Linked DNA regions of Zea mays: region 1 is linked to region 2. A link is a contact called in public Hi-C data. All regions are on one chromosome and are shown on one strand. Each heading gives the region's core, a stretch centred on a gene start, on an enhancer-like site or on the middle of the called end of the contact. The rest is flanking DNA. Distances are from core to core; before and after follow the strand shown.

What was found. A called contact is a pair of places that touch in the nucleus more often than the background predicts.
Region 1: a contact with region 2 is called in a Hi-C map of endosperm, with 4 times the contacts expected there. The contact joins the promoter of LOC100272910 here to the enhancer-like site in region 2. A contact is called at or near these places in 4 of 25 Hi-C or Micro-C datasets (ear, endosperm and leaf).

Annotation. Positions count from the first base shown.
Region 1 is chr3:26,309,388-26,314,591 of Zm-B73-REFERENCE-NAM-5.0, forward strand. LOC100272910 (Glycosyltransferase family 61 protein) reads left to right here and starts at 1,329. Exons shown (of 4, transcript NM_001147362.1): 1 at 1,329-1,626; 2 at 1,772-1,864; 3 at 2,011-2,136; 4 at 2,356-3,761. The coding sequence starts at 1,482. The coding sequence ends at 3,587.
Region 2 is chr3:26,166,821-26,171,882 of Zm-B73-REFERENCE-NAM-5.0, forward strand. No RefSeq gene overlaps it. Among protein-coding and RNA genes, the nearest start is that of LOC100191394, 24 kb to the left of the region's middle. Within about 2 kb of position 2,346, at least 18 of the 20 cell types and tissues checked have an H3K27ac peak or open chromatin away from gene starts, as enhancers often do. A contact at or near this core is called in ear, endosperm and leaf, where this site is marked.

The DNA.
Region 1 (5,204 bases), core at 79-2,578, 140 kb after region 2:
AGGTCGAGGTCGAGTCCGTCTTCCGTGGCCGAGGTCGAGTCCGAGCACCTAGGTCGGGCGAGGCGGAGGCTGTTGGCTGAGGCCAGGGCGGAATTTGAGTCCTGGGGTCGGGTGAAGCGGAGTTCGCCGTCTTCCGGGGCTTAGCCCGAGTCCGAGCCCTGGGTCGGGCGGAGCGGAGTTCGCCGTCTTCCGGGGCTTAGCCCGAGTCCGAGCCCTGGGTCGGGCGGAGCGGAGTTCGCCGTCTTCCGGGGCTTAGCCCGAGTCCAAGCCCTGGGTCGGGCGGAGCGGAGCTTCCTATGGTGCGCGCGGCTGGGCCTGACTGCCTGTCAGCCTCACTCTGCCATGTGGCACCGCAGTCGGAGCGGCGCAGGCGGCGCTGTCTTTCTGTCAGACCGGTCAGTGGAGCGGCGAAGTGACGGCGGTCACTTCGGCTCTGTCGGCTGAGGGGCGCGCGTCAGGGTAAAGGTGTCAGGCCACCTTTGCATTAAATGCTCCTGCGATTTGGCCGGTCAGTGCGGCGATTTGGTCAGGGTTGCTTCTTGGCGAAGACAGGGCCTCGGGCGAGCCGGAAATATGTTCGCCGCTGGAGGGAGGCCTCGGGCGAGGCGGAGATCCTCCGGGGTCGGCTGCCCTTGTCCGAGGCTGGGCTCGGGCGAGGCGTGATCGAGTCCCTCGAATGGACTGGTCCCTGACTTAATCGAACCCATCAGGCCTTTGCAGCTTTATGCTGATGGTGGTTACCAGCTGAGAATTAGGAGCATTGAGGGTACCCCTAATTATGATCCCCGACAATAATGCTTGTGATTATATGCCTAAAATTCAGTTTAGACCACATACAGCTAACAATTAGCTATTAAGAATTAGATGACCCTTAACTAATAAACCAGCTAATAAGTTCTCGTCTACTTTCTTCGTTCCAGTATATAAGGCATAACCATCTCTGATTCAAAGATTAAGAAATATATTTAATTCTTTATATACCACTGTATCGTATACATACAGATAAAGAGAGCATGACTTATATTGTGGGACAAGAATAAAAAGTTGTTACACATTATATCATAGAACAGAGGGAGTATCACCTAGCTAACAATTAGCTATTTTTTCCCAGCTAATAGTTTACTGGGCGGATCGAAACGTGACCTAAGCATAATTTCTAAAACATAGCCATCACGAGGGAGAGCGGCGTTTGGCTCGGTCTTCCCCTCGGGCCAGCTGCCAGCAGCCGTAGTCGCCCGCCCATAAAACTCATCACGCACCACCAAGAACCGGTCCATTGAAGAGAGTTCTCGGAAGGTTCTCCTCCCGTGTCCGCGTAGCTAAGGTGTCCCGGGGAGACCTGCTGCACACGCGGCGGCGAGGCCTCCATATCTCTCTATCATCACGGCGCGGGGGAGGAAGCCAGCGAGTAAGCTGAAAGGGGAGAGGGAGCCAGGGGTTCACGCGCTCGCCGGAGACGACGACGACGACGACGACGGAAGATGGGCGGCGACCCGGGGAAGGTCATCAGGAACGTGAAGGGCGCCGCGCAGAAGTACCTCGGCGTTGGCTTCCTGCTCGGCTTCTTCCTCGTGCTCCTCACCTACTTCACCGTCTCCGAGCAGTTCGCGATCACGGCGCCCAACGGTGAGTTCAATTGCTCTGAGTCTGACATGGGTTTGGTTCCAGCAGAAAATCCATAGGAGGCTGGGGCTCAATAATTAAAACACCATTCCAGTTTGAGCAAGTTATTTCCTGCGGAAACTGATGGGAATTGAGCTGACGTGCGCAGCTGTTCGGAGGACATCGCCGGGCCACGCGCACACCACGAGGTCGCCGATCACCTCGGCCGTCGAAGAGAAGAGGCAGCAGCCTCCTGCCATAGGTAAAATCAGCCTCTACCCGGCCCCGCCTTGTCTTTCCTTCCTTCCTGTCAACGAATAATCAGAGCACGTTAATTTGGTGATGAGAATTCAGCAAAATTTATCATTTTTTTAAAAATACCACGTCTGTTTTTCTTACCATGAGCAGAGGAGAAGCCACCCAAGCCAGAGGTTGCACCGGAGGAGAAGCCTCCGAAGGAAGAGAAGCCGCCACGCGTTGATGTTGAAGGGCCCCATGCTGAAACAGATGAGGACCAGAAGAAGCCTGTCCCTGGTACTTTGCAAATCCACACCCCCCTTCTTTTCATCCTCATCATCAATCGTGACAAAGAAAAAGAAAGCTAGCACACGAGCTTATTCTGTATGCTTTTGCTTTGCGATCAGTCTCGAACTCGTCTACTTTTTATTTTAGAACCGAAAGTGGCCGTGTGCAGAGCAGAGACGTGTTAGTTTCATATTCATTGCTTCTGTCTGAAAGCATCCAATCCTGCAGACGATGATGGTAGGAGCAGTGGTATCAGCGGCGGCGATGGCGTCGCCACGGAGAGTGCTCCGGCCAAGAAGCCGGCGTGCGACATCCAGGGCCCGTGGGCGTCCGACGTGTGCGACATCGACGGCGACGTGCGGATCCACGGGTCGGCGGGCACCGTGCTGATCGCGCCGTCCATCGAGAGCGGCGGCAACCCGAACCCGCAGGAGTGGCGCGTCCGCCCCTACTCCCGGAAGCACCAGGGCGGGATCAAGGAGGTGACGGTGCGCGAGCTGGCGTCCAGCGCCGACGCGCCGGCGTGCGACGTGCGGTCCCCCGTGCCGGCGATGGTGCTGGCCATGGGCGGACTGACTGGCAACTACTGGCACGACTTCAGCGACATCATGATCCCGCTCTACCTCCAGGCGGCGCGGTTCGAGGGCGAGGTGCAGCTGGTGGTGGAGAACATCCAGCCGTGGTACGTGGGCAAGTACCGGGCCATCCTGCGGCGGCTGTCGCGGCACGACATCGTGGACATGGACCGGGACGACCGCGTGCGCTGCTTCCCGGGCGCGGTGGTGGGCATCCGCATGCACAAGGAGTTCAGCATCGACCCGGCGCGGGAGCCGCTGGGCCACTCCATGCCGGAGTTCACCGCGTTCCTCCGCGAGACCTACTCGCTCCCGCGGGCCGCGCCGGCGAGGCTGGCGGGCGCCGACGGCGAGGAGGACGAGCGGGCGCGGCCCCGCATGATGGTCATCTCGCGCCGCCACCCGCGGAAGCTGGTGAACTTGGACGCCGTGGTGGCTCTGGCGCGGCGCGTCGGGTTCGAGGTCGTCATCGGGGACCCGCCCTTCAACGTCGACGTCGGGGAGTTCGCCAAGGAGGTGAACGCCGTGGACGTGCTGGTGGGCGTGCACGGCGCCGGGCTCACCAACTCGCTGTTCCTCCCCACGGGCGCCGTGTTCATCCAGATCAACCCGTACGGCAAGATGGAGCACATCGGGGAGGTGGACTTCGGCATCCCCGCCGTGGACATGGGGCTCAAGTACATCGCCTACTCCGCCGGCGTCGAGGAGACCACCCTGGTGGACACGCTGGGGCGCGACCACCCGGCCGTCAAGGACCCGGAGTCCATCCACCGGAGTGGGTGGGGGAAGGTGGCCGAGTACTACCTCGGCAAGCAGGACGTCCGGCTCGACCTCCAGCGGTTCGAGCCCGTGCTCCGCAAGGCCATGCAGCTCCTCAGGGAGTAGCAGCGTCGTAGAGAGCAGCAGATGAAAGTACAGTTTTTTTCCAAATGACTTTTAGAGTTTTCTTCCCTCCCTATACCTCCTTAATTATATATATTTCTCAATTCTTTTCCATTTTTTGGTGTTCTTTTATAAAGTAAAAAAAAAAGACAAACCAAAGATTGACATGCTTACTCCATTTGATTGCGTCGTCGAACACTTCGCACTGCATTCAGCCATTTGCCCTCGCGTGCGTGGAGTGTGAACATTGTGTTTCAACATCAACAAGCAGATGCCGAAAAGAAAAGGCTAAAAAGGAGCCCAGTACAGATAGCAATGAAGCCCAGTAGACAAACGAAGATGGACCAAATCGTTGGGCCGGTAGGTGAGGGGTGGTTGTCAGTCGCCAGCGTTGACGAAGATGGTAGATAGATTACGTTAGTTAGGTATATAGATAGGTGATCGGCAATCAAGGGACAACAACAACGGCGACTCGATGCAAGCTAGGCGGCAGATACGTGCAAGCAAGCAATGGAACCGACGTGTACTGGACAGCCTAGCCCCTGGTAGCGGGCACATGATAATCCACAGCGAACGCCCATAGCAACCAAACTGTAGCGCTGCAGTGTGATGCATGTTACCTAAGTTTTATTTTTAAATCTACTTTATAATTTAGTACAATCTATTAGACGACGGAGTCGGTCCAAGTGAAGCTCACGTACTACCTGTAAATAGGGATGAAAAGAGTCGGAAACGGTCGGTAAACACTAAAACCATTACCGTTTTTTTTATCGGAAACAAAAACGAAAACGGTAACTCCGGAAACGGAAACGATATCGGTATTTCGGAAACATCGGAAACGAAAGTTTGGTGCGGAAAATACACCGGTAACGGTCGAAATCTAAAATACGATCGGTAAACATATCAAACTTCATAATACAACAAAGTTGACAAAAGATCACAAAGACCACAAGTTCACAATTCATGATATAACAAGTTCACAAGGATCACAACCTCACAGGAAAACACTAAAACCTAGTGTGGATCACAACCTCACAGGAAAACACTAAAACCTAGTGTGTGGAAAAGACCAAATCGTTAATCTCAACTGCCTTCCAACACCATCTATCCCAAAAAAATCTTAAGGCGTCTAAAAAATACAAAAAATAAGTAATCCTTATCTAGAGACGTACAGGCGATGCGAAAAATCACATGCTGGAAAATTTCGAAAAATTTCGAGACACAATTCCGGAAAATTCCGAAACACAAATCTGGTAATTTCCGACAAAAACCGGTAACCAAAGGAAACGGTCGGTAAAACACCACGCCGATTTCGATACCGGTACCGATAGAAAATTCCGAAAACCGATTCCGTTTTCGAAAAATACCGTTACCGATGAATCCGATCGAAAAATTTCGAAATCGATTTCCGGAATACCGAAAAATTCCGAAACTGTTTTCATCCCTACCTGTAAAGTCGTATGTGGGGCTAGAAAAAAAAAAGCTCGAAGCGAGTTTAAAATCTTCTTAATTATATTTCTCAATTCTTTTCCATTTTTGGTGTTTTTATAAAGGATAAAGGATAAATCAAAGATTCACATGCTTGCTCTATTTGATTGGGTCGTGGAAAACTTCGCATTG
Region 2 (5,062 bases), core at 1,096-3,595:
CCTGACCGCCATCGCAGCATAATCAACCCAAGGAACTCCCTACACTAACCACTCCCCTACTGCCCTTGCCCTTTCGGGTAAGGTAGTCATCCACTAGCTTTCCTAATTAATCAGCCAAGGACGTCCCATTAAACCCTTGTGGTAGCACTGTTTTCCCGGGTGGTCGCTCCATGTTCCAAATAACATAATGATCTTTTCATGAACATAAATAACATAACAGAATAATTGGAACATGGATGTAATGAAATATTATCCCGAAACCACATAATGCAATAGCATAACTACCCAAGTGAATCAGAGGTAAACAAGGTAAACATGATAAAAGACTAGGGTGACCTATTAGGTCCCATCAAAATTAAACCTATGCATGAATAAGTGATAATAAAGAACATTATTGGGTAACAAAAGTGGATCAAGGGCACAACTTGTCTGGCACTTGAGATTCCAGTTACCAGGGTGATTCTTCAGATCCTCGAAACCTCGCGCTAGTCGTAGCAATACAAACAAACATGGTATAGATAAAATTAACATCACACCAAACATAAGTACAAACTAAATCATAACAATCTACGCGTCGCTACGAGATCGCGGGCTCGAGAACTACTACGATCGGAGTTACTGGTAAGGAGTTATGATTTTATAGAGGATTTATGTGATTAAAATGTTAAACTATATCATAAATTGGTTAATATAAATCATATAAGAGGTTATTCTATGAATAATTATCTCAACTTTAATCTAAGTTATAAATTAACCATAGATCATATTCCAGTAGTTTATAAGCAGTTTAACCAGACTAACCAACATCAGTTAAATACAGATATGATTATAAAATAATGATACATGGTATAATAAATGTTGTTATTTCATAGTAAATATTTATACGAGACTAACACAACTGGAACGAGTCAATTCGGAATCAAAATGAAAGAGTTATGGTTTTCTAAAGGTTTTAAGTATTCGATACAAGATTAATTAAGAGATATATTTTAATATGGTTTTCATGTCAAAGCAGAGACACTATGTGATAAACAACATTATTATAAAATTATAGGAACTGGAATGAATAAATTTGGACCAAGTATGCATTTTCTATGAATTAAACACATTCTAGTATTTATTTTCACATAAAAATCATTTTCTAATCATTTTTACTGAATTTCTAATTTTCTGGACTGGGCGTCAAATACTAGAAAAGGTAGGGTCTCTGGCGCAAGAATCCGCAAGACTCAAAGCACATCCGCGGGTTGATTTGATAAAAGGACAGGGGCTATTTTATAAAGCTAGCCAGCTGAATGGGTATGGTGAGTTCTAGGCCGCTGGATTCAAATCGTGCGAACAGGATTAGATCTACTCACTTAATGAATCGGTACGTAGTGTGGTTCCTCGGATCCAGATCCGACGGTGCTCATCACCCCATCACCCGATTTGTCCGATCAACCGCCAACGCTCTAGATCAACCCAGTGAACTGGTACGCTAAGATCCGATCCAGACCGCACGTTCCCAATCCGACGCCCAGGCTCTTTTACCCTAACCCGACAGCGCCCCGGCGACGGAGCTCAGCTCCCCGCGGTGGCCGGTTCGCCGGCGAGCACGAAATATGGTTCCAAACCGCCCCATCTAGAAATTGATCACTACTACACTGAGAGGGGAAGATGGCGAAACTGCAGAGAGGGGTCTCACCGGCGATTGAAGAGGTTGCGAGCCTGCCCACGGAGGAGAGCGGATCCGCGGCTGCGCTTGTACTCCGGCGAGGAATTCAACCGCAACCGGATATCACTAGCGTGATTGCTTCCATCCCCAGCTTCGCCAACCTCCAGTGAGCCCCCCCCCGAGGTACGGTTCAGGGGCAGAGTCGCCCCTAATCTCAATCCTCGCAGCGGCGGCGGGGACTTATGTTTTTCTTTTCACGACGTCTATGGAGGTCGGGTCTGGGCGCTGGTCTTTGCACGCTGGAGAAGGTAAGAAGGAAAGGAAAGAATGCGGCGCAACATATAGGATCGTGGCTGACGAGGTCACGCCATGCGCTGCGGGGTTCACGGCGTACTTCCGCCATGGCCGGTATTACGTTGAGGCGAAGTCGCAGCTCGATTGAGGCGACAGACAAATGGGTCCGACCAGCAGTCCGTGCGTGTGGGGCTCAGGCAAGCCGAGACTAGAGGTCGGTCGTGGGTGGCTCCAATGGATCCCGCGACGTGCGCCAGGGCCGAGCATATCCGAGCAGTGCAGCGAAGAAAGGGGGAAAATGGTAGAGCTGACGTGAAGAGCCCACCAGCCAGTGAAATGGGCGCGCGCGCGGAGGCTGGTTTGCGGGCCCCAAATGTCAGTGAAGACTGTGCGTGCGTGGAGTGGCTGACAAGGCGGGGCCACCTGTCGGCGCCGCGACCAGGGTGTTGATGGGCCACGCGGGTGAGTGGGTCGCCCAATTTGGGCCTAGTAGTGAGGATTATGGCCCAGCTAGCTCTTTCTTTTTTTTTCTCTCTCTTTTCTTTTTCTTATTTTATTTCTTTTCTTCTCTCTTCCCTTTCAAATTTAAATCTCAAATTTGAATTCCACTCATTTGTGAATTTAAACTCATCTTTAACAGTAAAATTTGAACCTACTATTATGGCGAAAATTTATTTATTTATTTATTTTGTTTAATATTTTCTTCTCTTTTCTCAAATTCTAAATTTGCTCCTTTGGGTTAAAACCCAAATTCTCATCTCATTATTCTATTCCCATATTATTACAAAATTCTAATTCCAATTTAATACATACTTCAAATTCAATTATGGAGCAATAGATATATATTTATTTTAATTGATTTACTTGTTTGATAGATGTTTGAAATATGGGAAACACTCATTTTGTTTTCTTTCCATTAAAAAATAGTACTATGAATCTGGAATGAGAAGTAAAAGTTACTTCAAAATTAGATATTCATGTAAATAAATGCTTATGGTGCATCATTTAATGCAATGTATATTCATTTAGTTGAATAGGAAACTTTTCTATTACTACTTTTCTAAAATGATTCTTGGTTTTCAAAATTGAGTCCTCGATTTTCAGTACTCAAGTATAATTTGAGATATATGAGTTTGCTATTTCATTCCTTCCTGTATTTATTTTATTTTTTTCTTATACAGATTTTTGGGCCTTACATCCATGCTGCCAGCATCTCCTCTTGAGCACTGAGTACAGTGGGGACAACCTAGGGTGGGGTGGTTTGTAAAGCAAGGGCAAGTACACATCAACGTACTCAACAAATGTCCCGTTTGGCTAAAGTGGACTAGCTGTATGTGGAGTTAAGGTTAAGTTGTTGCTTTTAGCTGGTCATGTTTTTATTACTATAAGTAGAACCGAATTTTAATAATAAACCCAGTTATTACCCAGAAGCACTCCCTCCAAGAGGAAATACTAGAGATCAAAATTATAACCATCATTGCTAACCATCATCATAAAAGTAATCAAAGTTCTTCTAATCAAAGAGGATCCCAAGGCCGCTCTTAACCGTGAGCACGACTGATATACCAGTTTCTAACACTCTGCAGAGGTTGCACACTTTACCCACAAGTCGTGATTCCCTTTCTGCCCAGGGTTCTAGCCTCCCCATTGATCACTACCAAGGTGACCTAGGAGGGTATCACTACGTAGCCTTTACAAAGATTTCCCAGAGGTCATAGTCGCCCGTTAGGTTTCTCCAGTTTGATAAACACAGTACATCTCCCCAAAGGAAGGGTGACTAACAAAACCAAATCGAGAACCTCTGCAACCAGCCTCGGCAGAGCAAGTACTGTGCTCGGACCCCATTGACGGCCCTACGACGAAGCCAACTACTCCTCTGGTTCCTCTAATTAATTAGCTAAGGGAGTCCCATTCCACCCTCATGGTTGTACTGTTATTCCGGGTTGTCACTCCCCAAACAAGTCCTTACGGAGAGGTACTCAGGAAACAACCTGAGTCCCCTAAAGTATCACAAGAACATCATCGGGATAACATCATTGTATCATAATATTCGCATCATGTTCATTGATTAAAGTAAAGCAATAGCATAAAGCTAACCATGATAACCCAAAAGGTAAACAAGGATAAGATAAATACAGACTAGTCACTCCTTAAGTTTTAAATAATGTAATGCGGGACAGTGAATTATAAAGTAAATAGGACATGATAGGTCTGAGGACACTTGCCTTCACCAGGTTGTTGCTCAGGGAGATCTTCGACAACACACTCAGGAACCACGGGTTGCTCGTTGTCTAAATAAAACGATCATGCATTCGATAAATTTGGTAAATGACAAATGAACAGCACAACAATCATGTACAAACATTGGAACACATCTCAAAAGGTATATTGCTAATTAAAGAAAAAGGAGATCAAATTATAAAATGAACTAATCTTATTTAGGAGGTGATTACTCTCTAAGTGTTGTCCATGATTACATAATCTAATACTATTCATTTTATTGAGACCTAAAAGTTAAACCAGAGATTAATTCTTATATTACACATTATTAAACTCACAAGATTAAGCATCCATTTACCCCTAGGGTTTTCCTTTTTTTATTTATTTTATTAAGGGAATAAATCAACATACACACTAACTCATAGTCTAGGTATAAAAATGAATGTTCACAGACTATAGATGAACATAATTTATTTGGACAGAGAATATTCTTATGAACATTTTGCAATTTGAACCACTAAATTTGGAGTTCATATGAAAAAGATATGAAATAAACAAGTTTTGAAGTTTAAAATATGAAACTAGGTCTAATTCAGTAATTATTTAAAAGCATAGGGGGCTGTTTAAAAGAATACAGGGGCCTGCGCGAAAACCAGGGACGTCGGGTTAATTTCCTAAAACCCGAGGGCTTCTTAAGCAAAAATACACGCGAAGGGGTATCGGACGATCTCAACCATCGGATCGCAGATCAATGAACAGGATCAGATCCCGCGGACGCGCGCGCGAACACGAGCGCGCAGCGAGCGCTGACAGGCGGGGACGGGTGTTAGCGACTAGAGGGGGAGGTGGGCTGACTGGTCGGGCCCAACGTCTAGGGGCGCAAGCGCTGACTGG